3 separate regions of the Mus musculus genome follow, and regions 2 and 3 are each linked to region 1. The links are chromatin contacts, called in public promoter capture Hi-C maps. All regions are on one chromosome and are shown on one strand. The core of a region is the stretch at or near the end of the contact, and the rest is flanking DNA. Distances in the headings are between cores, read along the strand shown. Region 1 holds the start of Ech1 (enoyl coenzyme A hydratase 1, peroxisomal). Region 2 holds the start of Haus5 (HAUS augmin-like complex, subunit 5). Region 3 holds the start of Zfp420 (zinc finger protein 420).

What was found. Promoter capture Hi-C pulls out the DNA fragments that hold promoters and counts their contacts. Capture Hi-C pulls out chosen DNA fragments and counts their contacts.
Region 2: a promoter capture Hi-C map of liver shows a contact between it and region 1. The contact joins the promoter of Haus5 here to the promoter of Ech1 in region 1. A contact is called at or near these places in 1 of 39 promoter capture datasets (cranial neural crest) and 1 of 9 other capture datasets (liver).
Region 3: a promoter capture Hi-C map of neural stem cells shows a contact between it and region 1. The contact joins the promoter of Zfp420 here to the promoter of Ech1 in region 1. A contact is called at or near these places in 1 of 39 promoter capture datasets (neural stem cells) and 1 of 9 other capture datasets (pancreatic islet).

Annotation. Positions count from the first base shown.
Region 1 is chr7:28,822,857-28,827,988 of GRCm38.p6, reverse strand. It overlaps Ech1 (enoyl coenzyme A hydratase 1, peroxisomal), which reads right to left and starts at 2,651. Exons shown (of 10, transcript NM_016772.1): 1 at 2,577-2,651; 2 at 1,911-2,115; 3 at 1,716-1,804. The coding sequence starts at 2,628.
Region 2 is chr7:30,663,056-30,668,187 of GRCm38.p6, reverse strand. It overlaps Haus5 (HAUS augmin-like complex, subunit 5), which reads left to right and starts at 3,194. Exons shown (of 19, transcript NM_027999.1): 1 at 3,194-3,357; 2 at 4,903-4,965; 3 at 5,061-5,093. The coding sequence starts at 3,260.
Region 3 is chr7:29,856,841-29,861,972 of GRCm38.p6, reverse strand. Zfp420 (zinc finger protein 420) reads right to left here and starts at 1,994. Exons shown (of 4, transcript NM_172740.2): 1 at 1,880-1,994; 2 at 905-957.

The DNA.
Region 1 (5,132 bases), core at 1,402-3,901:
TATCTGACACCCTCACACAGGCACATAAAACACCAATGCACATAAAATAAAATTAAAAAAAAAATCATTGGGTGGGTTTCACAGCAGAACAGAAAATTGGGAAACAAGCCATGCTAAAGTGGAGAAGGGGTCAGGGGTCAGAGAGGAGAAAGGGTAGTGGAGTAACTTCCGTGCGTGTGTGTGTGTGTGTGTGTGTGTGTGTGTGTGCACGTGGGGGGGGGGGGGCAGGGGTAGGCAGAAGTCACTGCATGTAACACCCTTGGCTAGACACCCCTGTAGGTTTTGAAAGGTCCAGAGCCTCATTCAAGGTTACAGATCTACTGCGGTTAATCCAACTTCAGGATCCTAGCAGGTTCTGTTGAGCTAATTTCTATGCTTGAATTTGTGGTAGGGAGGGAATTCTGGGCTTTGAGCCAACTCCTGAGTACACACACCCACACACGGGTGAATGTTTTAAATTAGACTGAAAAAAAAAAAAAAAGAAAAAAAAAAAAAGCTGGGCATGGTGGTGCAAGCTGTTAAATCCCAGTGCCCAGGAGGCAGAGGCAGACAGATCTCTGTGTTCCAGGCCAGCCTGAACTTGGTCTACAGATCAAGTTCCGAGATAGCCAAGGCTACACAGAGAAACCCTGTCTCAGAAAACCAACCAAACAAAAACCCACTGAGGACTAATGGCGTAGCTCAACAGTTAAGAACCTATATACTTTTTAAAAAAGATTTATTTATTATTATATCTAAGTACACTGTAGCTGTCTTCAGATGCACCAGAAGAAGGCATGAGATTTCATTACAGATGGTTGTGAGCCAACACTGTCAAATTGATCACACCCAACCTGTTAGTCCAGCCCTAGGGGGATTTTTTTTTTTTTTTTTTTTTAAAGATTTATTTATTTATTATATGTAAGTACACTGTAGCTGTCTTCAGACACACCAGAAGAGGGCATCAGATCTTGTTACAGATGGTTGTGAGCCACCATGTGGTTGCTGGGATTTGAACTCCGGACCTTTGGAAGAGCAGTCGGGTGCTCTTACCCACTGAGCCATCTCACCAGCCCTAGGGGGATCTTATGTTACATATTATTATATAATCATAAGTCTTTAAAAAATAAATAAATAAAAATAAAAACTTTCATTGAGAACCACTATGGAGCCAGCAAGATGGCTCAGCAGGAAAAGGAGTTTGAAGGCTTGCAGGCGAGCAGGACCAGCATCCAGGTCCACTTGATCATGGGGAAGGATAGAACCAGCTTCCAAAAGCCGTCATCTAACTTTTGCACACGTGTGCATGCACGCGCACACAAAAATAAAAGTAACTTTTTCTTTTTGGTTTTTCTAGACAGGATTCCTCCGTGCAGCCCTGGCTGTCCTAGATCTGGCTCTGTCATCCAGGATGGCCGTGAACTCCCAGAGAGCCACTGGCCTCTGCCACTCCAGTGCTGGGACTAAGGGCACATGCCACCGGCCCAGTATTTTTGTTTCCTTCTAGAAACAAAAGGAGGCCAAAGCATTGAGTCATGTTTACAATCCCAGCATCAACATTTAGGAAGCTGAGGCAGGAGGATTACTTCAACTTCTAGAGTAGCCTAGTCTAAATAGAGAGTTCCAGGCCAGCCAGGGGAGGGAAAAAAAAAAAGAGTAAGTGACAAAATCAGCAAAGAAAACTGCTAGCATGGCTGCCCCAGCAGGGGGAGAGGCGCCAGCAGGCAGACAAGTACCTGAAGTGAACATCTTTCCTGCACCGGAGACTACAACAGCCCGGCAGTCCGAGTCTTTGGATATCTTTTGGAAGCATTCCACCAACTCCCTGCAGAGGCATAAGAAGTAAAGGGTTATATCTGGAGTGGGAAGCCCCTGTCCCTGCCCACCTCTGTCTCCTCTAGCAGATAGGCTTGTGGGCTTGCAGGCCAGACCTCCAGAAAGCCCTGTTCATGGCATTCCTCTTCTCTGGCCGGTTTAGCTGCACGTGGAGAACATGCTTCTGGGCACTTGTGACTTGAATAGACTCATAGTTGTGGTCTGAGACTTCCTCGGGGGCTCTCTTGGAGGCCTCTTGTGCAGAGGAGCTCAGAGATCGAAGGCTGATGTTGAAGTACAGCTGGCTGGTACCTCTCAGCTCTGGGGAGACAAGGAAGAGACTTTGAGAGCCTAGAATGGGGACATTTTAACAGTATATGCTCTTTAGGGGCGCTGGCATGACCAGACATAACTTTTAAGATTAGGGTATGCAAGCCAGGAGGTGGTTGGGAGGCAGCATTTGGAAGGCAGAAGCAGTCCGATCTCAGATCGAGGCCAGCCTAGTCTGCAGAGAGTTCCAGGATAGCCAGGCCTACACAGAGAAATCCTGTCTCGAAAAACCAAGTTTCAGTCTGAGACTACATTAGACCCTTGTTTGTGGAAATGACCCAAGATTGGGGACAAAGAATTCAGGTTGAAAGACAGACCTAAAAAATTATAATTTCATTTTAAATTACAAAAGGACTCCTGAGTTTAAAGCGACCCAGGCAGACTTCCCGTCTTATCGCCGCTATAACAAGACGACACAAAAACGAGCCCCCACGGATTAAGGGGTAACTCACGCTGCATCAGCAGGCCGCGGAGTTTACTGGAAACTGTCATCGCGGTAGCCATTTCTGGAGCTCCGGAGCTGTGCGACTTACTCCCGAAGAAAAACTTAGGGGGCGGGCACGAACGTTCGCCATGTTGGTCAAGGGCACCGAAGCCACCGCGGCCACCGCCCTTTAGCAGCGAGGTCCCACCTAGTTCGCCATCTTTACTAAGGGCAAACGAAAAAAAAAAGCACTCCTTCGTGTCTCATGTGTTTGGGACGTTGCTTAAACCTTTGGCCCAGTGGGACGCTGGCCTGAGAAAATATTTCACAGTGCTGTTGGAAAATTGTGTATAAAGTTCATCACAACGCTGTGTTGGAACAAAATGCAGACAACTGAAATAGTCAAGGACAGAAGGGCAGCAGTTTAGTTGCTAGGATACCGGCTGGCCAGAATTAAGCAGTTTTTATTCCCTTACCGCCAGAAGTTGGCTCCTGGACCAGGGAAGTTATACGGATTCAAGGTTACTGGACATTTAGAAGTGCGTAGGCAGGAGTAAATGGCTCTAACGCCACCCTCCTTTGTTTTGTGGTGCGAGGGGACTGAGGCAACATAGGCAAACATTTAACACCGAACATATCCCCAGGCTCTTCTCCCTGATTTATGTAAGGTCTATATAAAACCCCAGGCTTGCCTGTAACTTCAAGTATCCTCCACCTTTTGCCTCCTGAGAAGGGATCATCCTACACCCAGCCCCCGCAACAAAGACTCTGAAAAGAACCCAAGGAAGTTCAATGTGGTGCCTCATACCTTCAATCCTAGCACTCAAGAGACAGGGGCAGGGAAAGAAAAAAAAAAAAAAAAAAAAAAAAGGGAAAAAATCCGGGCAGGGTGGCGCATGCCTTTACTCCCAGCACTGGGGAGGCAGAGGCAGGCGGATTTCTGAGTTCCAGGACAGCCTGGTCTACAAAGTGAGTTCCAGGACAGCCAGGGCTACACAGAGAAACCCTGTCTCGAAAAACCAAAAAGACAGAGACAGAGACAGGGGCAGGTGGCAGATCTCTGCGAGTTCAAGACAAGCCTCTTCTACATAGCAAGTTCCATTACTATAGAGACCCTGTCTAAATAAATATAATAATATGCTGTTTGTTTCTAGACAATTTCTGTGTAGCTCTGGCTATCATGGAACTCTGTGAACCAGGCTGGCCTCGAATTTATAGAGATCTGTCACCTTCTACCTCCCCAGTGCTGGTATTCAAGGCATGTGCTACCACTACCACCTGGCAAAGGCTATATTTTCAAAACAGACATACCAAAAAAAAAAAAAAAAAAAAGCCTGAGAAAGTATTACCCAAGAGCATAAAATACCGTCTAAGTGTGCTCCTTAGGGAGATGTTTGCCAAGAGGGTGAACAGATGTCTCTGGGCCAGTGGGACAGTAGGGGATGTCTGCTACCCAGACTTACAGCTGAGGTAGGCAGTCCCCACCCCACCCCACCCACACAAGGGACAGATGTAGCAACTACCAGGAGTAATGTTTTATCCTCCTTTTGTTGGAAAATCCTATGCAGATACTAAAATGTGAGCAGAAAGGACACCCTAGTTTCAGCTAAGAAATTAGGAAGTTGTTGCCTCTTATCAACAAAAAGAAACCCTGGAACAAATGGCTGTGGTGCTCTTGGCAAACCAAAGCACCTGCAGGCTCAGTCTACACCCCTGTGGCTCCACTCTGCTCACCCTGCCCCCTACCCTAAACTCAAGCTCCTGGGCGTCCCTTCCAGCTTCATTCCCATCTAACTCAGCCACTTTGGCCATGTTTGCTCTTTGCCCTCTCTCCTCTTGGTCCAACCCCTTTTGTGACTCCCTACTGGGCATGTTCAGTCTACTACCTTCTTTCCCTGCTCTGGACCCTTCCAGATGCCTCTGGCTGTACCCACTTCTATCTTCAAAACCTCAACCGTAGCTTGGAGTGGTCATGTCATCTCATTCAGTAATGTGCATCATTTAACTGGTATAAAAAAGTAATTGTGGATGATACACGTGGAGTGTTTATACATTTACAGGTCTAATTGCCAACAGAAAATGAACTGGATAGTAGATAAAACTCTTTGAATCTCCCCGATTGTTTTACAGCAAACTAGGGTGCAGTTAGTACTTTCCATGTGATACTGTGACTCCAGATGCTGAAACGCCAGTCTGGCTCTCCAGGACGTTGCCACCACTGTCACTAGTGTGGCCTGCTCCCACTCTCCAGGACATCAGTTTTTAACCTGTGTTCCTCCTAGGCCTTGTTTCTACTGAAGCCATCTCCGGAGGTTTCCATCTAAATCCCAGGACTATCCACCACGGACTTAACAGTTTGCATCCTTCAACCCCACTTGTAAACTCTGCCTCAGGATCAGTGAGTTAGCGAGACCCAGAAATGACTTTCAGGGCCAGTAAACCACAACGCACAATCATCTCTGTACACAGACCAAGGTCCAGTTGTCATGTCAGAACAGCATCAGAACTACCTTATTTTTAGACTTTTAACTTGAGTACTCTAATTTCCATGTGCCCCTGCATGGCAGAAGAGGGCATCAGATCC
Region 2 (5,132 bases), core at 1,945-4,444, 1.8 Mb before region 1:
AGGCAGGTGTGCTTATGTGGATTCAAGTCTTGGGACTTCTTTGATTCCCTGAAGATTACGTGAATTTTTCAGTTCATAAAAGGAGGTATATTAGCACTACCATTGTATTAAAATAACAGTGTAGAAGAAGCAGTCAACAAGTATCTGCAAGACAGCAGAAATAGACACATGTCTTCAAGTCTTAGCAAAAGTATAAAACATGTTTCTTTAGTGAAAAGTTACATCTACAATCTGTTTATCTTTTAACACGAGGTCTGTGAGCAAGGCAAACCCATTTGTCCTCTGTTAATAAGAGACCTAGTAGCTTTAACTAGTTAATGAACTGACTGACGAACTGACACAGTGGGTGATTACCTGGATCAGGAGCTAGTTGCCTGTTGTTCCCTAGCTGACAAGCTACAGTTAGCCTAGCTGTCAATGTGATCAGAGAACTGAGAAGGATAAATTATAGTCTATATAACCTATGTATCCATTAAAAAGACAGAGACTAGTCCATAGTCCATTCCCTAGCCAGTCGTCTCAGACTGTCTGCATGGCTCTGGGAACAGAGGCAGTCATTGGACATTAGGCCCAAAGATGAGAGGCTTCTCTGAGGAGGAGAACATGGGAGAGACTGACCTCACCTTATCTAGGCAAAGTAGGATAATCAATTCTTCCATGTCTTGCTTGTCCAAAAGGGCTGAGCCCTAGCAGTGGGGCAGTCTTGCCCAGTGGTTAGCATTACCACAACCCAGATGGAGTCCTTTATACACCAAACCCCTGTGCCCATTATCTTCTTGGAAACCTTGGCAGGGGGTGTCACTGCTAGGATCTGGGAGTCTCTGTCAGTCATAATAAGTTTAAACATCTTAAATGACATATTCAAAAGATCTCTAACAGATTATAGCTGGTACCTACCAAACATACCTGAGTTAAACCATCCTTCTCTGCTTTTAGTGTTTATCATGACTATAAATATACTTCTGAAGATATTGAAGAATTTGATTATATTAACTTGCATTTTTTAATTATCCTCAATAGTTTACAGTAATTTAGTAAGCTTCATAAGATTAGAACTTCACATATTATAGCTGTTATGTTTAGATTTTTTTCTTTTACGTTTAGATTTAAAATAAGGATTTTAAACTGGACTTCTCTTAGTGTCAAAACAAAGCTTTTTAATCCATAAAGAGACTGGGAACGTTTCTGACCTATATATGGTGTGTCATTGTAGAACATAACAGTTTCCCATATGACTCAGTTTATTAAAAAACTAGTTTCATAATGCTAGCAAAAGCAAAGATAGACATATATTCTTAAATCATCTGTCAGCCTAAATAGACCTTAGGCAAGGAGAGACATCTCTAAGCCAGTAATGTTTAACCTTTTTTAATGTTGTAAGCCTCTAAAACTTTTTAAAGGAAGTTTGAAATCTCTCAATTGTGTCTTTGCAATATCAAAATTAAGTATTTTTTAAAGAGCAAAGACATAGAGCATAATCATAATTTTCAGAAGGCAAAATCAAGTTCTAATAGTGTAAACCATTTAATCTTTCTAAAATTAATTGCAAGTGGGTTTTTATGTTACGAGTGTGGCTGTCTGAAAGGTACATTGCTGTACATACGTGCATGGAGGTGCAGTTTTTATCTTAGTAAAATTCTATAAACCTGGATTTTTAAGATAAGACGGGGGCTAGAGAGATGGCTCAGTGGTTAAGAGCACTGACTGCTCTTCTGAAAGGTCCTGACTTCAATTCCCAGCAACCACATGGTGGCTCACAACCATCTGTAATTGGATCCGATGCCCTCTTCTGGTGTGTCTGAAGACAGCTACAGTGTACTTACATATAATAATAAATAAATCTTTTTTAAAAATTAAATTCCTGCATTCCAGGAAGTTATCTGGTTCCTGAGCAGGTGGAGCTTGCAGATTAATTTGGGGAATTACCGTACTGCATGCAGGCAAAAAAACATATACTCACAAAATAAGATCTAACATATCTTAAAATATATAGAAAAGTTAGCTAAATTAAAAATTAATAAAATGAGCATTAAGTCCATTGTCTCTCATTTGTTTCTCATTGAATGAAAATCAGGACAATGTTGCGGTAATTTCTCACCCCAATAAGCCCGTATAAAAAACACACAACTCAGTTATAGTTATAAGCTATATGCCTAGATTGGGCAGATCTATCACTGTACTAATCTAGTTGCCAACTATGAGACTTCTTGCTACTTGCGGCTTCTCCAGGCCATGTCTCTCTCCTCCCTCTCTGAGACTGGGAAGAAGGCCCAGTGAGATCACCTGAGTATGCGCTCTGCTCATTGTAGAGGACAGCTCCTCTTGATGAAGCAGAATAAACATCAAAATACAAATGGCGCCAGGGCAACCCACAACAGGACAAGAATGCTCCTAAGTATGGGTGAGAAGGATTTTACTGTAGACATGAAGAAGAGTACAGCCAGAGGCATCTGGAAGAGTTCAGACTGAATATAACCAGCAAAATAGATGGGGCCACGAGAGGAGAGGTGGGGAGTGGGGCGGGGGCGAGCTAAGAAGAGAAGACTTGGAGAGAGGGTTCCAAGAGGACCCCGAGGGTGCTTGGGAATAAAGAGGGGAGTGGCCAAAATGGCTGAGTTATGAGAATCTGAAGTGGGCAAAGCTCGGGGGCTAGAGAGATTCGGTGTAGGGGCGGGGTATGCCAGGCAGGCAGGATGACTCTGTAAGAGGTTGTTGTGAGAAGGGCCTGAAGGAACCTAGAAGCTAGCATAGACCTCGATATGCCAATAGACGCCACCAAAGGCATAGATTAATGGAAGAGTTCTATGTCCCTTCTGCCAAAGACGAGGAGAATGACCACTTTTAGCAAGTAAAAACGATTTTCTTAAGTCCCTGAGAGAATGATGGGTTTTGTCTAAAAGCCCGAGTTTGGGAAAAGGAAATTTCTTGCACGTTCCCACCCGCCGCCCCCTTTTTTTCCCCAGGTAGAGTGAAGCTTTTAGAACCTTCTGCCTCTTACAGTGAGTGAAAGAACAAAGGTGGATAAGCGGGTGTCTGAATTTCACCCCATCCTTTTCATTTTCATTTACTAACCTACATACACTAGAGCGCCAAGAGCCGCTACGGGTAGCGGCCCGGTACAGAGAGACCCGTCAGCCGGGACCTGCTGTCTGCTTGGCAACCGGTGACATCTCAGCGTCGCGCTCCTGACGTCATAGATGGGCGCCATACTTAAAGAGAGTGCGGGAAGCTGCGACTGCAGCTGAGCTCTGTGACAGCCATGGAACTAACGCAGAAAGAGCGGGAACTGAGTCGCTGGGCTGCTGAAGAGATGGAGGTGCCCCTAGCAGCTCGCCCCCGGGAGTCGACGCTGCGTAGGTGAGGCTGCTTCTGGAGTAAGGTCTCCCCATCCTGGAATTAGCCTCGAGGAGTAAGATCACCGCCCTGTTAGACCCCCGGGGCCCAGGTGTAGAGAACGCGACCCCCAGAAACACAGCTTGATCATAGACGCTGTAATAACAAGAGGTTTTTAATCCGACGCACATGAGGTTGCTCAGCCTCGCAGGGAGAGTCAACCCCGATTGTCTAAATACAGCTAATTTATACTTTTTGTGAAAGGGCTCACACAGCTATTTTATTATTGGCTAATAAAGCAACAGTATAATTTTAATTTGGCAGAAAACTTTGTCAGCAATCAGCAAGGTCAAAGCAGCTTGTAGTTTTCCTCAGAATTCAGGCTGAGGAGGGCTAGGGAGGTTTTCTCAAGGATGGTCATTTCTGGCAGCTGTGGTCTTTATGACCACTAGTCTGTCCCTGCAGATAGGGAAGGGGCCGGGTGGTCTTGAATTTGTTTACACTGGCAGGGAAAGAGAAGAATCTTTCTTTCTTTCTTTTTTTTTTTTTTTTTTTTTTTTTTTTTTGAGTTTCTCAAGACAGGGTTTCTCTGTGTATCCCTGGCTGTCCTGGAACTCACTCTGTAGATCAGGCTGGCCTAGAACTCAGAAATCCACCTGCTTCTGCCTCCCAAGTGCTGGGATTAAAGACATGCGCCACCACTGCCTGGAGAAAGGGAAGATTCTTTAAGCAGCAGGAGACAGCTGAAGATAGAGAGTGGCTGCTGCAGACAGCTTGCAGCAGGAGACAGAGATAGGGGAAGCAAGCTCTGCAAATAACTTTGGTATACATTAATTAAGCTAAAAACTAAGCCGGGCGTGGTGACGCACCCCTTTAATCCTAGCACTTGATAGGCAGAGGCAGGTGAATTTCTGAGTTCGGCTACACAGAGAAACCCTGTCTTGAAAAGACAAAAACAAAACAAAACAAAATATTAAGCTAAAAACTATATTTCTTCCCAGCACTCGGGAGGCAGAGGCAGGCGGATTTCTGAGTTCGAGGCCAGCCTGGTCTACAAAGTGAGTTCCAGGACAGCCAGGGCTATACAGAGAAACCCTGTCTCAAAAAACCAAAAAAACAAAACAAAACTATTATTTCTTTATCCCTCATCGAGAATGAGACAGATCTGCAGAATAAGGGGGTTCCTACAGCACCTCACCTACCCACTCTTACCCTAATCAAAGGTGACACTAGGCAGTTGGCAGTGGCTGTTCTATTGGGGATCAAATCTGCAGAAACCAGTAGCATATGACCCTGTTATGAAAGACCATTTCCTGGGGTGGAAACCTCTTACACCCACCTCTGAAAGTGACTACAACTAAACCTCTCCTAGAAGAAATAGAACCTGTCATGGAATAAGAATACCCTCAGACTTAGGGAGAAGGCCACCCTCTCAGTGACAACCCCCAGGCCCACCCACCGAAGTGAGAAATCTTGGAACTTTCCACCACCATAACTGTGGAGACAGTGGAGGGTCCTCCTCTCCTCCTGGGCAATGCTCCAGTCATACTCTATGCTGTATCCCTTCAGGCTGTGTCTGAGTCAGGGCGCTGACATCTGGGCCTACATTGTGCAGCATGTGCGTAGTCAGAGGTAAGCCAAACCTAGTGCAGGGGAGGGGGTCAGAGAGTGGGAAAGGCACAGGGAAGGCCCACAGCAACTCCTCTCCCTTCATCTCTCCAATGCAGGAATATCAAGAAGATCCAGGGAAACCTCCTCTGGTAACTGCTTCTTAAATTCATTGATTCCTATCTTCACCA
Region 3 (5,132 bases), core at 745-3,244, 1.0 Mb before region 1:
ACCAAAACAGAACAGAATGAAGTCTGCAGTGGCAGAGGATCCCAGTTTCGTTCCCCTGCGCCCACATCTGGCAGCTCGCACCTGCCTGTAATGGAAGCTCTAGTGCCCTCTTATGGACTCCCCAGGTACCTGCATACAACATGGAGCAAATTCACTCAAATGCACACAAATAGAAGACTTCATTTACTAAATAAACAAAAACAAAACAAAACTGAAGGTTGAAGTAAGAATTTGACTAGTTGGCGCTATAAAGCAAGATGGTACTGAAAATATAAAAATTAAAAAAGCTAAGACCCTCGGTGGTTGTGGCGCATGCCTTTAATGTCAGCACTCAGGGGGCAGAAGCAGGGGAATTTCTGAGTTCAAGGCCAGCCAGGTCCACAGAGTGAGTTCTAGGACAGCCAAGGCTGCAAAGAGAAACCCTGTCTCAAAAAGAAAACCAAACCAAACCAAAACCAAAACAAAAAACTGAAACAAAAGCTAAATTCTCCCAAAAGTTACATAAATAGTACAAGAATGCTCTTTCTTTTAATTTGAGCATCAAATCCATTCTTTATAAATGTATCCAGTATTGGAAAACATCTATTACAAATTACACATTTTCATTACTCTCAAAATATAAACATCAAATGCCATTGAGTTAATGCATGCCTTTAACCCAGAACTTGGAAGGAAGAGGACGATGGGTCTTTATGATTTCAAGGCCAGTGTGTACTACATAAAGAGGTTCAAACCAGGCAGAGACCTGCCTCAAAAATAAGTAAATAGGAATAAATAAATTGCCTTGTTCCTCCATTATAAGAGAAGACTTGGGTAGGAGACAGTCACAAAAACAACAATAAAGTAAAACAAAGATCGTTTTCTGACATGATAAAGGCTGTTGAGGAGACAAATATCTGCTTACCTCAAACTTCCCTTCTAGATGGACAATGGCCATTTTTCCTCTTCTGTGTTGTACTTTGAGAATAAAAAAGTTAAATGAGATGCTATGTTGTTCTTGCCATATACTCTGAATTAGAGACAACCTCTTCCTCCGTCCCCACAGAGGGGTTAAGTCTTTACATTCTGGGAGTAATTGGGGAGAGACAAAGTCACAAGCAACTCAGGATCCTTTGGTAGATTCATGGTGGGGACCCCCCATGAATTCCAACAAAATTTCACCGTTGTACCCTACCACATCAGGGAAGGATCACAGGTAGAAACAAGAAAATTTCCACAGTCACATTGCTAGTGTCACAATTTACACTGTCAGAGCTACACCGTTGGAGCACTAACTCGTATATAGGACCCAAGCATGTACAATAACCAAACATTCTGTCAGGGACAAATACTGTCAGCGACATTCTTTTACAAGGGTGAACTTCTACTTTCTTTACAATCATGAGTACAGCACACAGCATCCTACAGTCACACACATACACACACGTACACACATAAACACACACGCATACATTCATACACACGCACTCACACAGTCACCCAAATGGGAGAACACTATAAAAGTCACAGGCGACGGAAACAAGCAATCGTAATCTCAGTGACACTATCACACATGTCTTCCGAGGCAAGCCAGTTATGCACAGGATACCAGGTACATCAACAACCTCAGAGTGACATAAACATCTAAATACCTCGCTATAACAGCACCGTTTCTCCACCATACACGTGGGCCGACACCATCAGTCCCAGAAACATCTCTAGTGAGATAAGCAACAATCACACACACCCTTGTGTGTCACAACTCATTCACACACAGCACGCCAACCACAAACCAAGGGTCGCAACAGGCTCCAAAAGCACAGGCTTGTGGCGTATACACGGGAGACACCGCCACCTAATGCCACAGACACGTCCTCCAGACGTTCCTCAGCACGCTCACCTCCGAGGGAAGCTCAGGGTCCCGCCTCCTGCGCCGGGCTCCACTACAGGCAGCCTGCTCTATGGGATGCTTAGGAGATCCTCCAGACACAACCCTCTCGTGACGCAAGTACCCCGAACTCTCGCCAGGAAACGGAAACGGCGTTCTGCTCCCGGTGGCTCTGGGAAATGTAGTCCAATGGCTGGGGCCAATGCCTGCCCCCCCCTCCCTCCCCTCCACCTTCTCTCTCACCCCTCCCTCTTTCCCTTCCACCTCTCCCCTCCCTTCCCCCTCTCTCCTTCCAAACCGCTCCTCTTTCCTCCCTCTCTCCCCCCAATCGCAATATTTGTGAGGTGATTTATACCTGTGGTAATGAGATTTTATACCACATGTGGGGTTGCTCAACAGAGATTCAGCCACTGTAGTTTGTTTGTGAAGGGTCACTACATATTTCTGGAATAATTGACTAGTTGCTCATGATGATCTGTGTTATCTTTCACCTGTATCCACTTCCAAACGACTTTCAAAGAACCCTTAAGTTTCCACTTCATTGGTTTGAAGGAGAATGGCCCCCACAGGCTCATATATTTGGATGTTGGTTCTCAGTTAGGAGATGTGGCCTTGTTGCAGGGGTGTACCTCTGTAGGTGGGCTTTGAGGGTTCAAGCCCAAGTGAGGCCTTAGAATCAGATGTGAGTTCTCACCTACTTGCTCTAGGGCAGAGCCTGCCTGATGCCATATTTCCTACCATGTTGACCACAGACTCACCCTCTGAAACTGTCTGCAAGCCTCTAATTAAAAGTGTTTTTTTCTTTTTTTCAGCCAGGCAGGGCTGACACACTCCTTTGATCCTAACACTTGGGAGGCAGAGGCCAGCAGATCTCTAAATTCAAGGCCAGTCTGGTCTACAGAGCAAGTTCTAGGAGAGCCAGGGCAATACAGAGAAACTCTGTCTTGAAAAAACAAAAGTATTTTTTCCTCCCAGAGGCAGAGTTAGGTGAATCTCTGAATTTGAGGCCAGTCTGGTCTATAGAACAAAGTCTAGGATACTCAGGGTTACACAGAAAGACTCTGTCTCTCTCATTCATATATATATATATATTTTTTTTTCCAGTAAGCTTGTATTTTTCAAAACCAACTTAAGTGTGCTTAAATGCTTTAACCTCCCTTCTAGCCTACCACCCACCAGAGGCAGTGGAAAGGAAAGGTTAATAGGGCAGAGGAGGATGTGGGCTGTTTAGAAATAGTTCTTTGGGGCAATCCCAGTCTTTGTTGTCAGGATAGCAGCAGGCAGTTCAATTCACAGGAATCAGCAGTGGTAGCTCGACTCACTTGTAAGCAATATTCACGAATCAGCCATAGCAGTGGCTTGCGTCCATCCAGAAGAAACCTCAAGGCTCTTCCAAATTGGCCAGAGTCCACAGAAGCAGCAAGAAGCCACTGGAATGCCACCGGAAGTTCTTTGGTGTGTTTCTCTCTACGAAATCACAACAAACGGTGACTAGCAAAGAATAGCAAGATGACCCACTGTCACCCAACACCTATGTCTGTTGGGTTATACTTATACCCTTTTCAAACATCACATGTTCTCTCAAGCATCTGCTAACAAAACATCACATGCCTTCTTTCCAAGTAGCTTCCAGAAAAACACCACGTGTCTGTTCTCAGCAAAACAACTTCCCACATGTCTGCTTCAGCACAACCATAAGACAGTTTCCAGAAAACTATCCATGTCACAAAGAGACCAGAACTTTCCACTTCATTTTCCTGTGTTGCCTTAGTCATGGGGTCTTCTCACAGCAATAGGAGAGTATCTAAGACAAATGCAGTGCCTACCTCGGGAAGGAACTGCTACAGGAATGGAGGCCAAAGGGAAGCTCAGCTTTACCTAGAATGTGGAGCAAGTTTTCTACAAGAAGAAGAAATCTACACATTATCTTGGTAATGAAAAATAAATAGTGAAGACACATTCAAAGTGGGCATTAAGAAGACTGTGTATAATGGCAAAATTTTCAGGATTTGACAAAATAAGAATTTGGCACACAGGTGAATATGGAAGAAATTGACTCTAATGCCAGGAAAGGAATGACAAGGATGAGAACAAGCAGGGAAAGAGGGAGGAGTCCTTCTTCCATGTCCTTAATGTAGGTTTCCAGGTGTGGCCCTAATTAGAGGCAGATCTTTCCACCCCAAAAGATCTGGATTAAAGGTGGGTCTTCCTACCTCAAAGGTCCAGATAAGAAGTAGACCCCCCTCATCAAATGATTTAATTAAGAAAAAAATCCCTCACAGGTGTGCTCGTTTTGGAGTTTTATTTAACTTGAGATGCAGTCAAGTTGTCAACTAAAATATCCATAATAGATGCTTGTAAAACAAATAAAACAATAACTATATTTAGAGACAATATTCAAGGCTTGTCACAATATAACATAATCACATTTTGTTCAAGAGACAGACAAACAAAACCTACCAAAGTCATATCATCCAAAAATTAATGCTCCAAGCTTGCCATCAACCATGATTGATATTACAGATAATAATAGACTTTTTGTTTTTAATTTTTTAAAATTTTGTTTAAGATGGGGTACGTTACATAGCTCAGTATATCCTGGAACTCACTTTGTAGACCAGATAAAGTCAAGTTGATAGCCAAAGATGGCCACTACAAGTTCATATCATATCTCCTTACATCATGCTTAATTTCAAAATAAAAAATAAGCAGGTTATAATTATGTCGAATAAAGCTATACCTTATACAATTGCAAATGCATTATAAATTTAAGATAGGTGGCAGTGTGTCTTGGACATTCTTTTAGTATCTCAAACTTAAGTATGATAACCATTGATAATTTCTTAATTGATGCTATATCACACGATAAAGAAATTAGAGAAAGAAAACAAATATCTTAACAAAATTTGACAGAAACATGTCAATCATAGTCTATTTTCTGTAACTGGTCATGCACCCTTATAACTACCTTTCTCTACTCCCCATTCTGTATTTCCTTCACACTTGGCAAAAACACAGCAGGTCTTTGTATTTTCATAGAGAAGTGGTGCATATCTTTATTCATGATGGGTCCACACCCTTTGTCGTCCTGTCTGGATTAGGCTGTTGTAGTTTCCTATTGACTTTAATCACAGGACATGGTAGCACCAAGAGGTGCCCTAAAGGATCTCCAGACATAATCCTTCTTACCTCCATTGTGGAGAAGCAATCCAATTTCTCCATGGTAATCTGGATCAATTACCCCTCTGAACAGTTATTCCTATCA